Regions from separate parts of the Sus scrofa genome. Here all the other regions are linked to region 3. A link is a contact called in public Hi-C and HiChIP or PLAC-seq data. All regions are on one chromosome and are shown on one strand. Each heading gives the region's core, a stretch centred on a gene start, on an enhancer-like site or on the middle of the called end of the contact. The rest is flanking DNA. Distances are from core to core; before and after follow the strand shown. Region 1 holds the start of MTPN (myotrophin). Region 2 holds the start of C18H7orf49 (modulator of retrovirus infection homolog). Region 3 holds the start of CNOT4 (CCR4-NOT transcription complex subunit 4).

The links. Hi-C and Micro-C count contacts between places; a contact is called where the count stands out from the background. HiChIP or PLAC-seq counts read pairs in DNA pulled down with a chosen protein or histone mark.
Region 1: an H3K27ac HiChIP or PLAC-seq map of alveolar macrophages shows a contact between it and region 3. The contact joins the promoter of MTPN here to the promoter of CNOT4 in region 3. A contact is called at or near these places in 1 of 47 Hi-C or Micro-C datasets (heart right ventricle) and 1 of 2 datasets of contacts at active chromatin or transcription factors (alveolar macrophages).
Region 2: a Hi-C map of liver shows a contact between it and region 3, with 4 times the contacts expected there. The contact joins the promoter of C18H7orf49 here to the promoter of CNOT4 in region 3. A contact is called at or near these places in 3 of 47 Hi-C or Micro-C datasets (heart right ventricle, liver and skeletal muscle).

The regions. Positions count from the first base shown.
Region 1 is chr18:13,328,557-13,332,713 of Sscrofa11.1, reverse strand. It overlaps MTPN (myotrophin), which reads right to left and starts at 2,450. Exons shown (of 4, transcript NM_001256778.1): 1 at 2,311-2,450. The coding sequence starts at 2,382.
Region 2 is chr18:14,126,410-14,130,911 of Sscrofa11.1, reverse strand. C18H7orf49 (modulator of retrovirus infection homolog) reads right to left here and starts at 3,188. Exons shown (of 4, transcript XM_013985607.2): 1 at 2,266-3,188; 2 at 239-474. The coding sequence starts at 360.
Region 3 is chr18:13,819,782-13,824,471 of Sscrofa11.1, reverse strand. It overlaps CNOT4 (CCR4-NOT transcription complex subunit 4), which reads right to left and starts at 2,899. Exons shown (of 12, transcript XM_021078768.1): 1 at 2,654-2,899.

The sequences.
Region 1 (4,157 bases), core at 1,201-3,700, 490 kb after region 3:
CAGACAATTCTAAATGCTTATGTACTTTCTTGGTACACGCGTTGTATAAATTTAGAAAATAATACTGATATTCATTCATAAACTGGTGATGAATAAGCAGAAAACATGGCGACTGAGCATGTTTGAGGACTGAGAAAGTGAAAAGGCACAGGAAGGGAGTACTGAGGCAGGAAAAAAAAAAGGAGCACTAATTTTGGTTGTTTTGTTATTTTTCATTAACAAAGCAAAAGATATGTTAAGAGACTCAAGATACTCAATAAGCTGAGGAAAAAGCTCAGTGGTCTGTTCATAGGATCACTTTGTAGTCAAACCTTTTTGGATAAACTTGTTCTTCCTACTACTTCCTTTTCCTTTGTCCATCCTTCTCTCTCATGCACATCTTTTTTGTTAATGAGAATAGGCGGTATGGTAGTAAAATCAAAATCAAACTGAAGAGAATGACCTAATTTAAAAACTAACTGAAAATAAATTAATCCATTGTTACTGGCACATATTTTTCACAAAAATGTTTCTGTGTGATTGAAAACTGCATAAGTAGTCTGCCTGGATGTGGACCTTGGGATTGCCCTACTAGAAATCTTGACAGTATAAGTTTTCACAATTACAGTTTGGACTGTGAGCAGTTTTGGAGTCCAAGCTTTGGAGTCAACACTTTAGTTCTGGCTTTATCATGTGTTATCTCTGTAACTTTGGATTTCTTTTCTTAAGTGCCCTGCATCTCAGTAATCTTATCTGTAAAATGGGACTAATAAAAGGACTTAACTTCACCAAGAATGGTATAAAACAGTAACAGGAAGACACTACAGAAATTGTGTCATTTTGTAGCTGCAAGTTAGGATGGTACTTACCAACTTCTCGTAATCCAAGAATATTTAACAACCTAGGTTCCACCATTAACAGAAAAACAAAAGCCTACTCCCTTCCAGAGCACTGCAGTGTCCCACCACTGGAAGCGTACCATGAACTGAAGGGTTCCTCGTCAACTTCTTTCCTTTCATGTTACACTGAAACATCCAGCGAGTCTGGGTTTCAGAATGCCACTAGCTAAGAAGGCAGTCAACAGTGTGTCACAAATAACTAAGCAGATAACCTGTATGCAAAAAGTCTAAACTGTAATTGTATTAAACAGAATAGAAACTATCTGTAGCTTGCCTTGCACAATCCTTTAAGTTTTAAGAAACTCTGCTTCTGCTTACTTGCTTCCTAACACAGATCTCTGAAGCAAAAACACAGAGCCATACCAGTGATCATATCTTTTAAAATCTGGATCAGGTCCTCACACTTTCAGAAAGTGAGCAAGATGCCCTCCATGATCAAGTCAGAAAGCTATACTTTTTTGGATGCAAGATGTGCTCCATACTTAAGTCATAAAGTCATACCTTTGTTTTGGAAGATTTCTTTTTAGATCATCATCGTTTTAAAATCACATGTAAGTTCTCTCATAATTACAAATGGCACAGTTTCAGGGTCCAAAAGCAGGCCAGCTTGGAGTTTTAAGCTTACCACTCCATCACATTTGAGCTTAGGTTTGAGATTCCCTTTCATCATGATTTTACCCCTCAATACTCTGTGAATAAACTGCCTTGCTATTTACTACGCGTGTAAGCATTTCAGGTGGAATCGAGGAGGAAGATGGAGTAACTCAGTTAATATGCTTGTTTGAAAACGACTCAAGATATCTTAAACACTCCCAGGTGCTAACTGACAACCTTGCTACTTGAAGCAAGTAAGTTATTTGTTGTAGGGAGGGAGAGGAAAAGGGCCACACCCAAAGTTAAGACTTCACAGTGAAGTGAGACCAAGTTTCAGAATTTTAACTACTGCTATTTTCGGTACTCTTTTTCACGGTCCGTGACTACTTTATATTCATAACAGGCCCAAAGTCAAAGAAAATGTTCCTCTGATCCTCATCACCTAAGTTACTTCATTCAGCAGTCGGCGAGTCCAAGATGGAGAATTACCTCATCCAAAGAAAGATTTTAAGTAACTCAGGCGTAGGAGAGGGCCGAACCCAAATCATCAGGGCTTCCAAGTGACTCTGAAAGAGCGGGTCACCCCTTCTCCCCTCCCCCAAGGGGTCAGCGAGGCAAGAAGAGCCCGGCTGCATCCCCACGGCAGTTACCTGGCACAGAACGCGACCGTGGTTTGTGGACCCTTCTTTCAGTTTAGACGGTCCCTGCCTCCCCTCCCTTTGGTGTCACCTCCACCCAGGTCTCCCCCACCCCCGGCCGCCCCAGCTCCCCGCAGCTTCCTCAGCCTCCTCTCCATCCCGCCTCCGTGCTCTCGCCGACTGCACTCATGCCTGCTTACCTTGGCCACGTAGTCTTTCACCTCATCCAGGTCCCCGTTTTTCAGGGCCCACATGAACTCCTTGTCGCACATCACTGCAGCGGGGCGGGCCGGTTGCACGGGCAGAAGACGAGGAGGCGGTGGCAACAGCAAGCGGATACCGCGGGGCCAGAGGGAGACAGGGCCGCGCGGAGCTGGAGAGGAGAGAAGGCGGGGTAGGCCGCCAGGCGGGCGAGGCAGTTGGCCGCTGTGACCGTTGGGGCGGGAGAAAGAAAGTTTTTTTGCGGCCACCGGGCCCAGCAGAGCAGGTTCCGCCTGACCGAGGAGAAGCCGGAGCGTTTGCACTTCCGGTTCACTCCCAGCTAGGACCCTCCCCCCACTTCCTCTTCCTCTTCCCCTCGGCAGAGCGCCGGCTCCCGACCCCGCCCCGGCGGCCGGCGGCCGAGGGCTCGGGATGCGCAGGCGCGCTGTCGGGGCCGGCGGATGAATGCGGTCCGCGAGAAGTGTGCGGGGGCTTGGGGGCCGGAGGAGCGGGTCAGAGAGCAAGCAGAGGGAGAGTTAAGGCATTGCAGACCGGACGGGGACGTTTCTGGGCATCATAAACGGGAAGAACTTAAAAAAAAACAAACAAACCCACAACCTTGGAGGGCATCTTGTTCACCTTCTAAAGCGTCCCGTCCCGTAGGAATGTTTGATTTGAATTCCTTCCCTTCGGTTTTCTTCCCCTCCGTCCCTCCTTTTCTTCTTTCTCCGTCCGTCCCTTCCTGCTCCTTCCCTCTTTTCCTCCAATATCAAGGATCCCTTGGGATCCTTCCCCCACTTCATGTCAGACTCTGCTAGGCATAAAGGATACAGTTTAAAAAAAAAAAAAAAAAGGCATAAAACCGTCCCTGCCCTCAAGGAACGCTTCAGTCCTCCTGAGAACAAGGTAACTTCAGTGTGTTAGGACTGCGCATCATATTCTGTTGAGGGAAAAACTGCTTTTCTTCCGGATCAGCAAATGATCTTCAGGGACTAGGAATTAAGTTTGCTGCCATAGGGCAGAGCAAGCTTAACGGACCAGTGCAATTTGTGTTTTTGAAGTTTTGTGTTCCTTTGTTTTTAATGCTTTGAAGCTTCAGGACGGTGCTAGTGAAACCAGTTCTACTCTTCCTTGAGTTTACCCTGGGGCACAGCCACCAGGTGAATTGTGCCTCACCCCTGGTGATCCATACATGAACATAGAGAGAGCCAATAAAACCTCTTACTGAAACTATAATATTATATAGTCTATTATTTATGACCCACTAAACAATTAAACCAAGCTACTTTACTAGGCTTGCCATCTAGGAACCAGAAAACGGGCTGGAACCAGAATGTTTAGCTTTGAACACAGGACTGAGCCCTTATTAATTTTCTGTCACCTCGGGCAAATTACTTAACCCTTCTCTGTTCAGTCTTCCATCTATGTTAAATGGATATGACAATAGTGTTCAATGTATGCATATATATACATACATCTATATAGCTACGATTTAGAAAGAGCAAATAAAGATAGGATTCAAATCAAAAGAACTGCCAAATATTTAATACTACCTTGATTGTTATCCTGTTAATTTTACTTTCTGACAACTAGAAACACGACTCTACATACCTAAAGACGATACATCCCAAGAAACAAGTCCCAAGGAAGAATTTCTTGGGTAAATCTTGGAGTTCCTATCTCTTTTCTGACTCACCTATGTGATCTTTGAGTTACATCCTGGTGACAGCTCTGGATTTATATCTCTAGCCCAGACTTCTCTTATGTGACCCATTCTTATATTTAACTTCTTACCCATTTGAATGTCTCACATTTAACATGTCCAAAATAGAATTTGGTCTCCTCT
Region 2 (4,502 bases), core at 1,939-4,438, 310 kb before region 3:
TGTGCCCATAGAGGCTGAGGCCACACCCGCCTGGGAGGGGTGAGAGGGGACAGCTCACTCTGCCACCGCAGCCTGTGCACCTCCTGAGAGCTGAGACAGGTCTGCAGACTGAAATGCCCCTCACCTCACTGTTCTGCCAACACCAGAAGACCCAGCCCCCCGCAACCGTGATGCCCCAAATCCCTCCCTCTCACCCCCACTGATTCCCCAGGAGGACCCTGACCAGAAGCTGCCCTACCTTGCTGCCGCCGTGGGCACCAGGTCCGCTCTCCTCCTCTTGGTGGTCTTCTTTTCAGCCCCCTGGGCTGTCATCCATGTGGGAAGGACTCTCTTTTTATTTTCAGATTTTAAGGCTTCCATCTCCTTAGTCTGTCACAAGAGGAGCCAGGGCCCAAGCTCTGTGACTTCAGGACAGCACATCACACCAGGAATGACAGGTCTGTTTGCACTGAATGGGAGTCTCAGCTTTAATTCCTACAAAGAAGAATAAAACCCCATGAATTCCAATAAGCTGGAATTCTTCCAGGCACTGGCAAGATGACTGGTCAGGGCAGGACAGAGGTGAGTGGGGCCCAGGAGACTCAAATGAGCACAAAGGGGAGGTGTGGCGATGGGCTCAGGGAGAAGCAGCCTTCTGACCTGCCTCGGGGCCAGGGCCCCACATGGGCAGCCAGCCCTGAGCGGAAATGCCCCCAGCAGCCTCTGCACTGAGCCATTTGACATGTTGCTCATTGTCCCCGGCCTGCCCAGACTATCCTACTTTTCAGCATCTCTCCCATTGGCTCCCCCAACTCAGGCCTCTCATTCCCTCTATCTTCTGTGGTTGTAAGAGACCTCAAGGCCATTTCGATTTACAATGAGGGTTTCACTGGCCAACATCCCCTCCCTTAATCCAAAATTATTTCTGGGAGTTCCCATTGTGACTCAGTGGTAATGATCCTGACTAGTATCCATGAGGATGCAGGTTCAATCCCTGGTCTCGCTCAGTGGTAAGAGATCCAGCGTTACCGTGAGCTGTGGTGTAGGATGCATATTCAGCTCAAATCCTGAATTGAGTTCCTGTGGCTGTGGTGTAGGTCAGCAGCTCTAGCTCCGATTCGACTCCTACCTAGCCTGGGAACTTCCATATGCCTCAAGTGCAGCCCTAAAAAGACAAAACAACAACAACAAACAAACAAAAAAAACCCCCAAACTTCTGATGTCATATTTTAGCTGGGCGTTGGGGTCAGGGACAACTGTGCCTGGCTCCTCCCATGTGTGAAATGGATCGGGGGAGGGTGGGCCAGTCTCCCATGTAATGCGGCTTCTTCCCACCAGGCCCACTCCCAGGGGATTCCACCTCAGCCCCTCCTCCTTAAGGCTCAGCCCCACCCCAGGACTCAAGGGATGCAGGTTTCCACCCTCGCTTAGTTAACCCCAAATGCAGCTCAGGGTCCCTGTGTACAAAGGTTCTTAGTGGAGCAGAGGTGTGACTAGAAAAAGGCCAACTAAGAATAAGAGGTTCCTCTTTGAATCTTAACTCGATCTTTTATTGCTCCTCTAGAATGGCTGCTTACAACTTAAAAGAAAAAAATTGGGAGTTCCCCTTGTGGCTCAGTGGGTTAAGGACCTGATGCTCTGTGAGCGGGTTGGATCCCCGGCCCAGCTCAGTGAGTTAAGGATCCAGCGTTGCCACTAAACTGCAGCTTAGGTTGCAGATGTGGCTCAGATCCAGCGTTACGTAGCTACAGCATAGGCCGGCAGCTGCAGCTCTGATTGGGCCCCTGGCCCAGGAACTTCCATATGCCACAGGTGAGGCCGTAAAAAGGGGGAAAAAAAAAAAAAGAATTACCAGGACATCATCCAAACCTTTCTGGCCACAGAGAGCAGACTCACTTCTGTCAAAATTCAAGAGGTGGTAACAGTCATTTCCACATCTGAAGAGCAGCTGCTAACCGCCTGGCACAGGCACTGCACAGAGGTCAATGCATATATTGGTTTGACCCTTAGGCAGATACTATGAGACCCATTTTACAGATGAGTATCTGAGACCTGGCAAATTGCACGAAATCACAAAAAAAGTTCGAAACGGCCGGGTCAGGACTGGCACCCTGCTCCTCCAGACTCCGGGCCCTGTGCTCCCTGGCCCGGTGGCTGGGGGTGGTGAGGGCCTGGGACTCCCCGGCGCCGCCCCGCGGGCGCCGGCCCTGCCCAGCGCTCCCATTCTCAGCCGCCGCTTCCCTCCGGGACCCCGTCCCGCCCTGGAGCGATGAGACCGATGCCAACCTGCAGGAGGAGGGGAGACGCCGAACATCCACGCGGGGCCTCGCAGGCTACCGGACCCCCGCGTTCCCGGCGCTCCTCCGGCCCGGGCTTCCTGCCTCCGGGCCCCCACCCCCTTCTTGGCTGCCGGGGAGCGTCCGGGAGATGGATTCTGGGCGGTTTAGGGAGCTCAGATCCCCGCGGGCCGGAAGCCTGCCCCGCGCGCACGGTAACCCGCCCCCCGGCTCCGCCGCGTCCCTGCGCTTCCGGCTCCCGACCACCGGCCTGCGCAGAGGCGCGGGCGCGCCCCCTGCCGGCAGCTCGCGTGATCTGCGCCCCGGGCCAAGGAGCCAGGACACCCCAGCTGATCAGAGGCCGGCCCCGCTGTCCCGGGTCCTGACAAACCCACTCCTTGACCAAACTCAGGTCAGGCTCCTCTGAACTCTCAACTAGGCCCTGTCGCTTGGACTCCACATTGTCCGTTTTTAGCAAGAATACTGCCAAGTTGGTTTAGCCAGCGTCCACCCACCCTCCATATCTGATTTTCAGCTGCCACCAGCTCCCAGGTGATGCCTGATTCCCCCACCCCCGCCGCCTGCCCTCCGCAAGAATCCTGTTAGGTCAGTTTGGCCAGAATCCCCCTTACCCCTGATGTTTCCTCTTAATCATGCATCCACTGACGCCAGCCCTGCCACTTTTCCTTGCAGTGGTTGAGCCCAATCTTTTCCCCTGCTGCAAAATCCTATTGAATAAAATTTGCCTTATTGTTCTTTAAGAAGCATCATGAATGATTTTAACAGTATCTTGTACCCAAATGTATCTCTATTTGAGGCTTGCTGATTGGATTTTGTTAAAGTGTCAATTCCCAGGCCCCCTGAACCAGAAATTAGGGGCAGAGGAGCAGGTGGATCTGCATTTTTGAAACTCTGCCGGAGGGAGCAGGAGAGAATTCCCAAAGCCTGAGTTCCGCACTCTTTGGAGGCATACATCCCCCTGGGAGCAGGGGTGGTGCAAGGTGAACCCCTCAGAGGCAGGAAGGGAAATTAAAGACTGTTAACATTTGTTATCTTGAAAGTAGGTCTTACTAATAATATTCAAATTGGCCTTCGAGGTGTTCCCTGCACTAGCGGGGTGCTCTGGCAGGCTGCCCAGGTGTCCTCGCTGCTTTCCTTGCAGCCTGATGCTGAGCACTGCAGTTCACACGTGGGGTTAGCATCTAGTTTTATTTAAAATCACACCACTCATAGTAACCTAAAAGAGGCAGGCGAAGAAACCCCAGGTGTCAGACACAAGTAAAAAGGCTAGCACAAGCCGTTACAGGTGTAACTCCTACCATATTTTGAGGCAAAAGGATGATCAGAACCGACAGTCCGATCCCCAAACACAAAACTATCGAGACGGCCATTTGAAGTGTGATTTATAACCAATAGCTAGTAATAGAAAATTACTCTCCATGTGCTGGAAGTGCAGGGTGGTGGAGAGTGATCCAGAGTTTGAGAACCCTGAATCCAGAGCCAGGCGTTCTCGCTTCCAGCTGTGTGGCATCTCAGCTTCTCCAAAGCACTTTAACCCCATACTAATCTTCAACCCAAGCGAAGGAGGCTGAGCCAGGGAAGTTTAAATCCTTTAGCTGTGGGATGAGCCAGGGCTCTGCCTGCAGCCTCTTCAGGAGGCCAACACAGATGGGCAGGACCTGCTTCTACTCTGGTTCTCTAACTGAACCCAGGTTCGGCTGCTCATCGCCTCTATGCCAGTAATTTGAGAGGCAAGTGTCACTAGAAGGGAAATATGCCTTCATCAGGAAAGTTGGCAATCCCCCAAGATTCTGCTCAACCATGACAGTTTTTACAGGGAAAATTGGCGGGGGGCAGGGGGGTAGAATCTCAGTGACTCATGGAGGCAGGAGGTTGGGTTCTGCATCCTTCTCCATTGAGTGCTGACCCCTTTAGATGTTATCTCGCCTGGGTCATCTGCCTGCAGGATTGCTCACGGGGACTGTTGAGGGTAGAAAGCTACTCACTGTTTATGTTAAGGCCACACCCACAGCATATGGAAGTTCCCAGGCCGGGGACTGACTCTGAGTCCCAGCTGCGACCTACACCACAGCTGCAGCAATGCCAGATCCTTTCACCCACTGTGCAGGCCTGGGGATCAAACCCGTACCTCGCAGTGACTGGAGCCACAGCAATCAGATGCTCCATTTTTAATTGTTAAAATTTTTATTCTTTAGATTTTCTTACTAACTTAATTCATCATCCTTT
Region 3 (4,690 bases), core at 1,650-4,149:
CTGCAATGTTCGTAATGTTACATCTAAAAACTTAAACCATACAAAAATATTTTGAAATCTCAGCTACCTATTTCCTATTAAAATGTCAAAGAACTTGAGCTATCTTCTTTAAATGTGTTAAAGATACCAAAGTAAATTCATTTTGACTTCAGAGTGCTGAAACCAAGAATTTGATGATTGCAGGAAAATAGTATGGAGTGAAGAAAATTACTTGAGAATGTTTTTAGTGAAGCAAAGTATCTTTACAAAAGAAAAGATGTATTAAAATCATTTCCCTCTTCTGCCAAACAGTTCTCTCCTAGAACACACTGCTTACAATTCAGCCAAGTATGACTGCCAAGGGTTTCTAAACCTGTGTGTTAGGATTATTCAAAGTGGAAAGCTTCTCCATCATTCAAAGAAAATTAAATATATTTTTTGCTTAGAGTTGAAGATCAATTGTATTAAATATATTCCTACTGATAAACTAAATATTAATAATACTTAAAAAAAATCTCAGGTTACAACTTAGGACAAGGTTTGCTATATAAATTGCTTCCAATTCTCAGAACGGTAGGAATTTATTTAGTTTCCACAATTTGAGCCTTAAGTGGCTGAAAGGAAAAATGAAGTTTCATAAACAGCTTTACTAACCTCAGCTGACACTTGATAAAACAGACCATTTATCATAATCAAGTGAATATAATGCCAAATGTAAGATTCCTCAAGTATTACAGATAAAATTGTAAAAATCACATTAATACAGTAATGCCCAAAAGTGATTAAAAAGGCAGCTATATGTATTTACATTTATACTTGAGGTATTATTACTTTCGCAAATAAGAGGTATATTGCTGCATGAGATTACTACTATGACTTTTAATATTTTTACATATATCTTAAGAACACAATGTTTATGTTTAAACTTGAGCTGTACATATCTGATCTATGTAATTCTGTTTGCTGTTCTGATAATTCTTTATTTCACAGCAGTCTGATTATAGCAAAAGCTCCCTCTTCCCATTATGCCATTAATCAGTACATCTCAATTTAGCTTTCACCAAAACAGACATCATAAGCCATTCTTGACTTCTAGTTTTCTGCTTTTTAATATAAATACTAATGACAATGAATGCCACCAAATGCACATATGTGCAGAGTTTGCCATTTCTTTTTCCAGTCTCCTTCTTTTCTATGGAAAAAATGAGCGATTTAGTTTTGAAAATCAATTTTTCTTTTGCATACACACCTAGTGGTTTTCAAGAGAAGATAATTTACTCAGATACCTACCGTCCTAGAAATATTAAAAGAAAGAACTTTCCAAATCCAAAAATATTAGGTAGATCTGATATAATCTGGAGAGGAAATTTCCACTCAAACTATAAATAAAATGTCATCAATTAAGCTGCACATCAATAAAACTCACTGAGCCAATAATCAATTCTCAATTTGGAAGGGTTCTGTAGCCCACATAAAACCTGCATATAATCAAACTACCACTGTTAATTTGCTTGCGGAGTTCACAGATAAATTTGGTTGTGTGCCAGATTTATCTTATTTTGAAATGCCTAGGCTAATATTTGTTGGTGTAATCAGAGCCCACATTAAGTGTCCTGGGGAGAGGCAATTCAGAAGAACGCTAGACAGCATGGAGAAACCGGTTCAAAATGAAAAGAGAAAGGAGGGGGAAAAAAGCCAAAAAGCAAAAACAAAAAGTCCCAACAGAGCGAATAATCCACAACCAGATCCCTGGAAACAAAACGAAGACGTTCCTCTCCGGGGCAGCCTGAATAAACGATCTTCACTCACAATGTTTAATAGTATCCTACCTCACTTCATTCACTTCCCAACTTCCTTGACTTCTCGGGGGCCAACACGGGGCATCCCTTTTTTTTTTTTTTTTTTTTTTTTTTTTTTTTTTTTCTGGAAGTGTATGTTGAAAGAATCTGTATAGCAAAGAGGGAAGGAACGGACAATACCCAAGAAAGCTGTGAAACAGGTGGGTTAGTACAAGCAGCAGCGTAATCTAGATACTTTAAGGGGCAGCTTTAAAATGACAGATGTGGTTAAAGGAAAGACTGCAAATCGGAAGAAGCTCTAAGGGTAGCAGGTAGGCTGGGGCTAAAAGCAAGCACGAGAGGGGGGCAAAGGCTAACTCCAGAGTGGTAGCAGGGAGCAAAAAACAAGCAGCAGCACGAGTGGGCAACGAGCAGTGGGATTAATGAGCAGCAGCAACACAGGTCAGAGTGGAAGTGATGGCTTTGGTCTTGGGAGACGGGGGCCACTGGGAAAGGACGTCAGAGGGGCGAAAGGGGGCTGGGAAAACAAGGAGTCCTGAGACCGAAGATTTCTTGCCCCTACAAAAATGTAGGGGAGAGCGTTGAAGACGAGCAGCCTCCTCGGCTGCCCAATTAAAGAGATTTTCGAAGCAGTCGGTGCTCGCCGCCGCGCTGCCTTCTGCCCCGCTCCCTTTTCCTGGTGGTAACTGCTGTGGCGTAGAGGGAAGAGGGAGGAAGAGGAGGAGGAGGAGGAAGACCAAGAAGGAGGAGGGTGAAGATGAGGCGGGGGGTGGGGAGAAAGGGGGGTGCGGCCTGCACAGTCCCAGCGAAGCCTCCGCTCTCTCGTAGCCGGTCAACCCCGGGTTTCCCCTAAGCCCAGCCCCGCATAGACTCACCCGCCTGCCTTGCCTCGCTTTTCCCTTAGCCGACTCCACGCGGTGCCGCGTCCTCACAAGAAACCACTGAACGAGTGTCGGGGAAAAAACTCTTCAGAACCGGGCCTGATTGCCTCAGCGAGTCCGACCTTTACGGCTGAGAGGGAGACTCTCAGCTTTCGGTGGGTTCCACAGCCAGACGGGCCACCATCTTACATTAGGGTAAGACTCCTCCGGCCTCCCGTGCGCAGGCGCACGCCGATCCGGCCAGGAGGGGCGGGGGAGGGGCGGGAGGAGCGGCCGGCGGCCGGTCCCGCAGCACCCTGGGAGTTGTAGTCCTCGGAGGGTAACCGCCCAGCTGCAAGCCGGGAATTGAAGTTCTCACTCGGAGGGCGGACCGGATCGCCTACCTCACGTGGTTGCCACACTACTGCCTTTCTCCGTGTTTTGCTTCCTTTTCGGCCCGGTGCTGCTTCTCTTGTCATTTGGTCGGCGGCCTTCGTTAGCGGTTCCGTTTCCTCGGTGTTGCTCAAATATGGGAAACCAGAACTCGCGGCGGGCGTAACCAATTTGGGGGAGCTGAGACCTTCTCTTTTCTGACCCCGCCTACCGTAGGTATTAAAGGAGGCAGGGTAGAGGCAGGTGGAAGGTAGGAGGGGCGCGGGATTTGATCTAGGGTGGGAATTGGATACTGAATTGGCATCTGCTTGTGGAAGGTGAATGTTAACTCGTTTCCCCTGTTTGTGCATTTTGGAGCCACCACCCTTGATCCGATCTTCACCATGAATCTCCAGTGAAAAGATACTCTAAATTATCCTGTATATACGTACAAGAGAACAGAAGACCCATGCGTTTACAAAAATGTGTTTCTGATTATATAAATTTGAGAACATTTTACGGATTTAGGTGCAAATTATTTTAAGTTCGATTTCCAGCTTGCACAGCTCTGCGCGCAGAGTTCACAAACCCTTCATACATCCATACATCCCAAGGAGTACAAGAATGCTCTCGCAATCCCAAAGAGCGCCGAGGAATTTTCAATCTCAAAAATCAATTTTCTGGTCCCTCCCACATGCCTCCTAGAATTCTGATGGAAGTGGCCGCTTGACGCAGTTGGTTTTGCTTGTTGCGTGAATTCTTCACCCATTCATGCAACAAATACTCAATGAGCTCCCCCTATGTGCCCAGCGCTGTTCTATACATGGGGAGGTGACAGCCAGCAAAATGACAAAATTCCTCTTCCAGGAATTCCTGTGTCTATTCTAGTGTGTGTGTGTTAAGGTGAAATAAAAGGGAAAGGAAGCAATTTTTAAGACATGATTAAAATGCATATTATACGGTAACTGATGAAAAAAATTGAACAGAAGGGGAATAGGGAAAGAGGTTGCAATTTTAAATCTGTAGACCTAATCTCATTGAGAAGACTTCATTTAATTTTTTAAAAATACGTTAGTTCTTTGTGTTTCAGTTTCTTCACTGTTAAGCCTGGAACCAGTTATTTGGTGGAAACTTAAATATATAATAAACTCACAATTTACCAAAAACTTGAAGTTGCGGAATCATGAACTCATAAGCTAGCAAGGAAACCTGGAAAGTCATTTGGATTTGCCACCTTTAGTTAACTATCTAAACATTCAATATAGGAGACATCTATTTTCTTAAATGTGTGCTTGTTCTTTTTTTGTTGGTTTTTTTCTCTTTTTTATTATTATTATTATTATTTTGGCTGCATTATTGTTATTATTCTTATTCTTCTTATTATTATTATTATTTTGGCTGCACTCGTGGCCAGGAACAGAACCTGTGCCACAGCAGTGACCTAAGCCACAGCAGTAATAACACAGGATCCTTAACCCACTGAGGCAAAAGGGAACTCTGTGTTTATTTGTTTTTTGGTTTTGGGGTTTGGGTTTTTTTTTTGTCTTTTGTCTTTTTAGGGCCACACCTGCGGCATGTGGAGGTTCCCAGGCTAGGGGTCCAATTGGAGCTACAGCTGCCAACCTACGCCACAGCCACAGCCACGCCAGATCTGAGCCACGTGAGGAACCACAAGACAAT